Linked DNA regions of Sus scrofa: region 1 is linked to region 2. The links are chromatin contacts, called in public Hi-C maps. All regions are on one chromosome and are shown on one strand. The core of a region is the stretch at or near the end of the contact, and the rest is flanking DNA. Distances in the headings are between cores, read along the strand shown. Region 1 holds the start of PLIN3 (perilipin 3). Region 2 holds the start of SAFB2 (scaffold attachment factor B2).

Region 1 (5,173 bases), core at 1,461-3,960, 640 kb before region 2:
CAAGAAGCATCTTCCCTTTGACCCAGAAACCTCACTGCAGGGACAGTTCCACACCTGTACTGCCACGTGGACAGCGGTGTCAGCCACAAGGCACTGGAAACAACAGGGTTGCCCAACAGAAGGGGACTAAAGAAAATAACTCTGGTACTTCAGGGCAATCAGCTGAAGACTGGAAACTTACATGTAATTGACACAGAACAAGATACTATTATTATTTTTTTTTTTTGTCTTTTTGCCTTTTCTAGGGCTGCTCCTGTGGCATATGGAGGTTCCCAGGTTAGGGGTCTAATTGGAGCTGTAGCCGCTCACCTACACCACAGCCACAGCAACGCCAGATCTGAGCATCGTCTGAGACCTACGCCACAGCTCACGACAACGCCAGATCCTTAACCCACTGATCGAGGCCAGGGATTGAACCTGCAACCTCATGGTTCCTCATCAGATTTGTTAACCACTGAGCCATGACGGGAACTCCAGAACAAGATACTATTAAGAGAGGAAAGGTGTGAGTGGGGCTAAAGTTTTTGCTTGTATTTGCACAGAGTCTTTAAAGAGACACAAGAAACTGTTAACAGTGGCCACCTTCAGGTAGGAAGATCGGATAACTGGGGAAGGCCTCTGACTTTTAAGCCAGGTAGATAGTATTACCTGTTCAAAAAACAGTTAAGCTTAAAAAAAAAAAAAAAAAAAAAAAAAAAAAGGAGTTCCCTGGTGGCTCAATGGGTTAAGGATCCAGATTTGTCACTGCTATGGCTCAGGTAGCTTCTGTGGAGCAGGTTCAGTCCCTGGCCTGGGAACTCCCACATGCCACAGGAAAAAGTTAGACCATGCTTGGCCCCTCTGCAGACCAATCAAGTCAATCTCAGGGAAATGGGAACAGCAAGGGAGAGCTCCCTGGGTAAGCCTAATGCACACATTTGCAGGCTCAATGGCCTCAACAGTTGTGCTCCATTTTCCTGGCCAGGTGAGATGAGATGGGCAGAGTGTTGTCAGATTAGATTTCAGGAGTCCCAGCTCTACCCATGCTGTGCTACATTGGGCAAGGAAGGTCTTCTCCCCTGCCTCAGTCCTTTTGTCTGTAAAATGGGGCTAAAGGTAGTACCTGCCTTAAGGCTGGTTCCTCAGGTCGTTCTGGAATGAGCCTGTGGAGAACCCCTGACCTTGAGTCTGTGAATTTCCTCCCAGACTCCATGTTTCACCATCCTGCAAGTGGAACTCAGCTAACCGAGCTTTTGAGAGCATCAGTTCTGGAGTCTAAATGGAGCTTTAGGAGTTCCCTGGTAGCCTAACAGTTCAGGATTTGGCATGGTCACTGCTGTGGCTCAAGTTCAGTCTTCGGCCAGGGAACTTCCACATGCCGTGGGTGCAGCCAAAAGAAAAAAAGTAAACTGGGTTCTAACCCTGGATTTACAACTCTGAAGCTAGAAGTTGGGAAGGCAGCCTCCTCTCTGAGCCTCACTTGCCTCACCTGTGAAATGTGGATAATGGTTCCTAGCCTAAAGTCCCTGTGGACTGGAGGAGAGGCTGCACATGCGGCACTTAGCTTGGTATCTGGCACATAGTAGGTGCTCAATAAACAGATCCATTTCACACCACTCTGTCTGTCCCATAGAAACGGGTGAAGCCAGCCAGGAATGAGCTTCTGCTTGGTAGGAAGGACCTCCCCCCCAAATGGGAAGTGGGGCAAGGAGGCACACCTACCCCTGGTGAATATCACCTGAATCCTGTTCTCCCCCTCACCTTCCCTTGAGCCTCAACTCTCCTGGGCAGCTCAAAGGTCCTCTTTCCCATGCCTTTTTTCCATCAATCCCTCTGGAACCAGTTGAACCAAGGGCTGCCGTTGCAGATGTCAGCACACCCATTTCAAGTCCTGGGGATCAGCAACGTGCCTGCAGCTGACTCCAGCTGCCAGAGGGAGAACTGGCCGAAAGTGGCGGAAGTCACATAGCCCTCCAGCCGCAGCCAGGACATACTAAGATCCAACTTCCAAAGTTCCCAGAAACTGCGGACGTAGGCTCAGGCCCTTCTCTCACAAAGGTCGCAAGGATTCAGATAAGGGGTAGGGAACTTCCCACTGCTACTTTGTGCAATCCAGTGGCCACACCCACCCAGGAGAAGGGGGCGGAATTTGCCCAAGACCTCGCCGGGGTCAGCTGGGAGGCCGGAAGGAGGGCTGGGGAGGGGCTAAGTCCCCAGGGGGCAAAACCACTTGAAGGGGAGGGGGCTTTGCCAGGCCGAGGGATTGGCACCCGGTGCGGGGAGGAAAGGGGCCCCTCTGAAGACCCAGGGACAGCGGAATTCCTGTGCGGAACCGGCTGCAGCCTGTCTCCAAGGTGCGTTTGTAAAGCAAGAGGATGTGGTTTGGGACGGACTTAGCCCCCTCTTGATCCTGCCACTTCTAGTGTGTGTGTGTGTGGGGGAGCTCTTTCGTGCTCCCTCGCCCCCACGAAAGTCCTATATATTGAGAGGGAAGAATCTGAAAGTCTGAGCCTGTTCCAAAAGTTGGATTCTTCTGAGGGAGGGCTGTTCAGCCCAGGTTGGAGACCCCTCCCCAGGCCGCGGAGATAAACAGAGCACCCTGGGAAGGCCCTCTCCGCCCCTTCCTCCCCAGAGGCGTCCCAGGCTCAGCAGCTCCCAGCCTCCCCACCCCATTCGGGGACCCCGCCTCTCACCGCGGTCAGCTGGACGTCCAGGGTGCAACAGCAGCTACTTCAAGGCCAGCTCTAAAACCGTCCTGGGCCAGGACAAGGCGGACCTTTATACTCGGGGGCGGCGAGGGGGGGGGGTGAGCGCCCGGGAGTGACGGGCCGGAGGACCAATCCGGTTGGGGGACTGCCCACCACCAGGCCACGCCCCTCGCCCCGCTCTAGACGTTGGAGGCTCAAGTGTTGCCTGAGAAGGGACGGACGGACCTGGCGGCTGCGCGTGCCCTCCCAGCAGTGTCTCCAAGGTGGGGAACGACCCTAGTACGACACCGGATCCAGCCAAGGGACGCGCCCTCCCCACCAGGGACCTTATGAATTCTGGGACTTAAGTGCAGTCCTGGCGATCCCCACCCGCTTTCTCCTGGGACCAAACTGAGGCTGTGAGAACTCAGAGATCATTCAGTGATGCTTCCGTCGTGTCAGGGACCACACCCCACCCCTGGGCGGGAGGAAGATGGAGCCGAGCCAGACCCAGCATTATTACCAACGTGCTCTGACCTGCGTCGTAACACTTAATCATACCAACACTATGCATTCCTTTATTATCCCCATTTTGCAGATGAGAAAACTGAGGCCCAGAGACAGCCCAGGGCAGTGCAGAGGCCAACTCATGGATTTCTGACTCCTGGATCAATCTCTTACTGGAGTTGCTTCACTTGGATTCCCGATCCCCTCCAAAAAAAAAAAAAACCTCCTTTATTTTCTTGGTCTGTAAACCAAGGTCTCAAATTCAGATGGCCCCAGGGGCCAGACAGGAGGTAAATGCCTCTGTTAAAAAAAGTGGCAGCATGCCCCGCCTAGAGGGAGCAGAGCCTTACTGTGGGGGAGACTCACCCAGAGATTCACAGAGCCACAGGGATTCCAGACTTTGGACAAAGTGTTCAGCCTCTTTAAAAAAACTTCTGAGGAACCAAATAAAACCCAGTGGAGCCATAGCCAGTCTAGGGCACCAGTTTGCCACCTCTGCTGAAGTATGTGGGTTGGGGTGGGACTTCTAGAACTTCCAGAAAGAACATGGAAAAAACTACTGTCTGTGACTAAGTGCCTTTTTTTTTTTTTAGAAGGTCTACACTAGCGCTGTGTGACGAGCTTTCTGAGATGTGGGGCATGTTCTAGAACTCTGCACCACCCAATTAGTGACCATTGGCACATATGGCTGTTGCCCATCAAGAAGCTGAACATACATACTTAAGTAACACAGCTTGTCAGATTCCTAAGTGAATCTGAGGCCCCCAAATGATTAAAGCAGATACACAGAATTATAACAGGTAAAATTTTCATATTTGTGGGCAGGCCTTTTTTCCTACTCATTTGTTCATGTTTCTACTTCATTCAGCAATTCCTACTGAGCTGCTGTGCTGAATGAGAGCGCAAGAGTGAATAACATAGATTCTGGCCTTGTGACACTCACCACCCAGTGGAGGAAGGGCAAACAAACAAAAATGAGTGGAATGTGTAATGGGTCAGGAGATGGTAAATGCTACTGAGAAAAGCAGAGGACTAGAATTGAGAATGTGGGGACTGCACTTTTTAATAGGGTGGTCAGGGAAGCTTTTCAGAGTGCCGTTTGAAAACAGAAATGAGGAGTCCTCATCGTGGCTCAGCGGAAACGAATCTGACTAGTATCCATGAGGATGCAGGTTTGATCCTTGGCCTCGCTCAGGGGGTTAAGGATCCAGCGTTGCCGTGAGTTGTGGTGGAGGTGGCAGACGTGGCTTGGATCCTGCGTTGCTGTGGCTACAGTGTAGGCCGGCAGCTATAGCTCTGATTGGACCCCTAGCCTGGGAACCTACATATGCCCTAAAAACTGCATATGACTGCAGCCCTAAAAAAAAACCCAACAACAACAAGAAAAAACAAAAACAAAAAACGCAGAAATGAGGGGGAAGGGAAGGAAAGGGAGCCACATAGAGGTCTAGGGAAGAGTGTTCCTGATGGTGGTAATAGCTTGTGCAAAGGCCCTGAGGCTGGTCCATATGCCTGGTGAGCTGAAGATGCATCCAAAACCCAAAGTGGCTGAAGCCAAGTGAGGAGAGAGGGAGAGCAGGAGGAGAATGAGTCTGGAGTATGTAGAGCTCAGAGAGGTGAAGTGACTTGTCCAAGGTCACACAGCTGGAAAAATCACCTGGAGATATGCCTAGTAGCTTTCTGCTTTCCAGTGGCCTTCAGTGCTGGGATGTGGCCAAAATATCCCTGGTCAAGGGGATGCAACTCAGTTCTGATTTGGAGAAATCAAGTCCTGGTGATTTTGCCCCACATCTTCTGAACAAAAGGAGACTAGCCATGCTCACTGTCTGCCCTGGTATCAACCCCACCTCCAGTACCTTGTGAGCAAGGTCAGGGGCACATGTGTGCATCGGGGAGGGGAAAGAAAGATTACTACACCTTTGGCTCTTAGGAACACTGCCCCTTCCTCCTGGAAGCCTTCCTGCCTGCCTGAAAGCTATGATTGCCAGATAAGATACAGG
Region 2 (5,304 bases), core at 2,080-4,579:
CTGGATTGTTAATCCACTGAGCAAGGCCAGGGATCAAACCCACAACCTCATGGTTCCTAGTCAGATTCATTAACCACTGTGCCACGACAGCAACTCCCACACTAGCAGATTTATCACGTGGATTTGATGCAAGAATTTGGGGAGTTCTCCGGTGGCCTAGCTGTTAAGGATCCAGCATTGTCACTGCTGTGGCACAGGTTGGATCCCTGGCCTGAATACTAAAAACATAGCAAAAAAAAAAAAAAAGGATTTTGGTTCCACTCCAAAGCTGGCAATCCAAAACTCAAGCTGTACCACCCCCCATTATGCCTAAAGCCAGCATATCCCTTTGAAATACAGTTTAAAAATGTTTGGGGAGTTCCCGTCGTGGCTCAGTGGTTAGCGAACCTGACTAGTATCCATGAGGACACAGGTTTGATCCCTGGCCTCGCTCAGTGGGTTAAAGACTCGGCATTGCTGTGAGCTGTGGTGTAGATCACAGACGAGGCTCAGATCTTGTGTTGCTGTGGCTGTGGTGCAGGCTGGCAGTTATATCTCTGAGGTTGAACTGGAGCTGCAACTGCCGCCCTATGGCACAGCCACTTCAACAATGGATCCGAACTGCATCTGCAACCTATGTCGCAGGTTGAGGCAATGCTAGATCCTTAAGCCACTGAGTGAGGCCAGGGATCAAACTCACCTCCTCACAGAGACAACACTGCGTCCTTAACCTACTGAGACACAATGCAAACTCCTGAACTCAGCACTTCTTAAGATGAATGGACACATACAGCTTTGAGAATTTTTTTGTAGCACCTTTCAAGAGAACAAGTCCATCATATAGAAGTTTCAAATTATACTATCCTTATCACAGTAAATTTTGATAATGAGGACAACATCTAATGAGGTTCCTAAGTTTTATGAAATTAAATACTTCCAAAAATAACTGAACTCAGCCATAAAAAGGAATGAAGTACTGATACGCGTTATATTATAGATAAACTTTAAAAGCAATGCTCTGTAAAAGAAGCCACACACAAAAGCCACATGTTACATGATTCCACTTATATGAAATGACCAGAATAGGCAAATTCTCAGAGACAGAACCTTGACTACATATTGCCAGGGGCTTGGGGGAGAGGGAGATGAGAACGAGCACAGGGGGCTCTTCTTGGGATAACGGAAATGATGTCAATCTAGTGGTGACGGTTGCGTAGCCATGTAAATACTAAAAACCACGGCATTATACACTTTAAACTGGTGAGTTTTACAGCATGTGAATTAAAAAAAAAAAAAATCACGCTGGTAAAATATAGCCTAGGTGCAAATAATCCAACAATCTATTTTGGACTCTAGAGAAGTTGGGTTCTATTTGGTCTCAGGTTGGTGTCATTTTCCTTGATTTGAGACCTATTTTTTGAACCAGGAAGGAAGCCAAGGAGACCAGTTGGGGCAGCTTTAAGAGTGTGCCTTACTCTAGCTCTTTTTTAATCGCAGTGACAAGAGCTGAGATGTTCCTAGTATGTATTTTAATTTAACTTGGCACCTACAGAGCTCTATTTCTCTCAGCACTCTGATGGAACCACATGTTAGGTAGTAGAAAAGTAAGCTAAATGGAGGAAAACGAGGTCCAAAGGAGCTTTTCTGACCTGGGGAGCAGGAAGACTGCTAAAAAACCAGTTCTCTACATTAGTGCTCTGAAGGCAGAGGCCCCAAGCAGCAACAAGTACAAGTGGATACCTTTAAGGCATCTCTTTGTTGTCTTCTTGCTTGTGGCTTCCAAGGCGATGCCAATTTCATCAGGCCCCTGCCCTTCTTCCTTCACAGCCTATTAGGAAGAGACAGATTTTAACATTACTAAAAACTGCAGGGCATGTACTGTTCTCTTTTAAGCAATGACTTCCCTGTGAACAAAGGTGAACCTTTCCTTGCAAAAAACAAGTCTGGTTCTGCTATCTGGGCTGCAAACCCCAAAGGCACAGGATGATCCCAGTACCCCCTAGTTCTTTCTGGGCTCCTCACCCAAAAGACAGACAGTTCAGAAACAGGGTCAATGACAAGTTCCAAAATGACCCCTAACCTCCAAAATGCCTCTGCTCTAAGTCAACAAAGTAACAGGCAGAAAGGCGGCAGGGGCAAAGGGCTGAGGAGCTGGTCAACCCAGCCATCTTTGACCTGAGGTAGAAAAACACCCATCAACCTGGGTAGAGGAGAGGTTAGTGGTTCCACTCAACAAGTATCCCAGTGCCTTCTGGGCCTGGGGAGGCGCGGCGAACCCAGGGAACTCACAAGGTCCTGATCCTCAAGAAGCTAGTTCTGACTTGGGAAATGACAACGCCCCGCCCCAGTTTGTGTCAAGTGCCCCTGAGGTGGGAGCAATAAACACAGGATGGTGCGATATGGAGTCAGGGAAGTGCAGCAGAACTTAGGGAGGCTGGTCGGCGACTCGACATCTCAGACCCCAAAATGACAAGGCGCCAGACAGTTGTTGACCTGGGAGAGGAGCAGTCCGGGGGAAAAGCAAGGGAGGAACAAAGGTCCTGGGGCAGGACCCAGCAAAGCACCCTCCACCCCGAGAAATCTCAAAGGATCTTCAGTCTTGGATCTCCAAGAAAGAAAACCTCTCCAAGACAGAAAACCTCAAAGGATCTTTCTCTCTTGGATCTCCAAGACAAGAAACAAGAGCAAGTAACGGAAAGCACTTGTCCAAGGTCACACAAACAGTCTCCAACCCAAACCCCGGGTGCAGTCTAGAAGCCACCCTGCAGCTATAGTGGGCTTTCAGCGCTCTTGAAACGACTAACTAGAAAAAAAGGAGGAGGTAAGACACAGAGAGAAGCGGTGACGAGCCAAGGTCACACAGCCGGATCCCCGCGGTCCCTGACAGCTCGGGCTGGGTTCGGCCACGAGAAGCGGGCCGGAGGCGCCCCGGGCCCGGGAGTCACGGTGACAGGCCCGCTCGGGGGCGTGCCCCAGCTTCCTGCGCCACCCCAGGGCCCCTGGTTGCCTCACCTTCTTGAGTCGCTCCATCAGGACGCTCTTGTTGCCACCCGTGTCCAGGTTCCGCTTCTTCAGCTCCGCCCGCAGATCGATCACCCGCAGATCGCTGAGCCGCCGCGTCCCGGCTTCTGAAGCGCCCGAGACGACACTGGCCGTGCCAGAACCCGAGTCACCGGACCCTGCCGGAGACTCCGCCATCCCGGGCACCCCGTCTCCGCCACCTACTCCTCACACCGCCGGCGGCAGTAGCGGCTCTGAACACAAAATGGCGCCGCCGGCGAGGAAAACGCACTCGCTTCCTCCCGCCCAGTTTTTCCGGCAGCGCATGCGTGCGGCCCCTACCGGGATTCTTAGCAGCAAGCACGCTAGCGCGTCGACCAAACGCACGTGACCCGGCACAACGCGCAGGCGCCGTAACTGCAGTACGCATGTGTGCCGGCTGATCGCGGCGGGAGGCCAGCAAAACGCAACACGCCTGCGCGCAGTTCCCCAAGTCTCTCACCACGCATGGGCAGACGCGACCGGGAGCGTCGAACCCGCGCCGGGTGCGCCTGCGCAGGAGCGAGGCGCGCCGGGGCGGCTGGAGCGGTTCCCTCGCAGGCGGCGCCATTTTGTGCTAGAAGCCGAGATAAATCCTGCCCGGTTCTGTGTGAAGTGGGCGGCGGAGCCAGGGTCCCTGGAATGGCGGAGGCTCTGTCAGGCCTAGGCGATTCGAGTGCGGCGGGCGCAGCCGCTCTGAGTTCCGCCTCGTCGGAGACCGGGACGCGGCGCCTCAGCGACCTGCGGGTGATTGATCTGCGGGCGGAGCTGAGGAAACGGAATCTGGACTCGAGCGGCAACAAGAGCGTTTTGATGGAGCGGCTCAAAAAGGTGGAGCCGGGGCCTTGGGGGTGGGCAGGAAGTGGGTTGGGGGACCCCGGCAGCCACGACGGTGGCGTCCTGGCCTCGGGGTCCGCCCCCGGCCCTGTCTGCGGCCTGCTTTGGGCCTGGCGCTCAGCGCTTCTCCCGGCTTCTCTCTGGCTCCGGCGGGAGCTCCAGGTTCGAAGTCTAGAGTCGCATCGGGGCGAGACTGGGGAAGCGAACGGGGGAAGTTTGGGGTGACGGGTGACATCGGCTAAGGCCTGTGTTTTCCGCATCATTCACTGTTTTTTAGGGATTTTTTTTTTGGTTGGTTTCATCCCAGTCTGCGAAAGTGGACGCGGAACCTTGAAATCCTCATTTCCTCCGCGGCGTGGGGACTGGGCCAAGGTCATTCGACCCGAGTGGGGAGGTGGGGATTTGAACCCAAGCCGTCTGATTCCCTGAGCCCGTGCGGGCCGCGCGGTTCTCCTTTGGGAAGATAGATGCTCCTTGATCCGTTATGGCCTAGAAGCCTTGAATGAACTGTTAAAGTAATCGTTCCGAAAAAAATCTTCCAAGAGAGAGAAAAAACGGCTTAGGGACCTTCCAGCACGGACTCGGGGACACAGCATGCAAAGGGAAGTGCAGTTAGCAATCGCGAGATAGAACATAGAGGGTTGGGGAGAGATCAGGCCCCTGCCAGGCCCAGGGGCCTGATCTTGGGCATGGAAGACATTTACTACCCCTTCTCGATCCTGTTTCTTTTTGTGTTCGAAGAGGAAAGTAATAGTTCTTCCGTGCTAGGATTAAGTAAGATGGCATGAAACAGGCTTGGCGTGTTGCCTAGCACATGTAAACACTCAGAGGTAGTAGGATCGCTGTTACAAGTCACTTTTCTTTCTGTGCCACCGTTTGATATTGGCAAGCGGCAGAGGGTGGTTCTAACCCCTGTCTTGAGGGGTTCTGAGGGATGCGTGTGAAGAGCAGTGAGTTTAAGTAAATGTTGGCGCCTTTCTGTTTCACCCTATGGTTTGCTTTATTCCTGTGGCTTCTTTCTTTGCCTTTTTGCAACCTAGAGACACTTGTCTTGGGTCTTCCGTGTAATCGCTAAGCCTTGCCACTTAATCCAACACCCCCCACCCCACCCCCAAGCCCTCCAGACGGTGCGGTTTGTGACTCATTCCACCCTCCTGCCTCCCAAACAACTGAGGATTGGGGGGTTATTTATTAATTGCTATTTAGAGGAAATGGGGATTATTTTCTATTATCTGGTTGAGAAGCTCAGGCTTGGGAGTGGTGAATTACTTCCCTTGAGTCAGTTGGGTCTAACTCAGAAAGCCTGTGTTTCTTTCAGTATGGATACTAACTTCCTTTACTCAGACAGGTTAGGCATTTGATTAAGATGTTTACCTGGAAAAGATGCAAGCAGGATGAGGGTTGAAGGCACCGCCCCCTGCCCCCCCATCCATGTCGTTAGTAGCCTCC

The links. Hi-C and Micro-C count contacts between places; a contact is called where the count stands out from the background.
Region 1: a contact with region 2 is called in a Hi-C map of liver, with 1.9 times the contacts expected there. The contact joins the promoter of PLIN3 here to the promoter of SAFB2 in region 2. A contact is called at or near these places in 1 of 5 promoter capture datasets (liver) and 1 of 47 Hi-C or Micro-C datasets (liver).

The regions. Positions count from the first base shown.
Region 1 is chr2:73,967,763-73,972,935 of Sscrofa11.1, reverse strand. PLIN3 (perilipin 3) reads right to left here and starts at 2,710. Exons shown (of 8, transcript NM_001031778.1): 1 at 2,673-2,710.
Region 2 is chr2:73,332,567-73,337,870 of Sscrofa11.1, reverse strand. It overlaps SAFB2 (scaffold attachment factor B2), which reads right to left and starts at 3,329. Exons shown (of 18, transcript XR_002341685.1): 1 at 2,992-3,329; 2 at 1,720-1,807. It overlaps SAFB (scaffold attachment factor B1), which reads left to right and starts at 3,377. Exons shown (of 21, transcript XM_021084024.1): 1 at 3,377-3,849. The coding sequence starts at 3,487.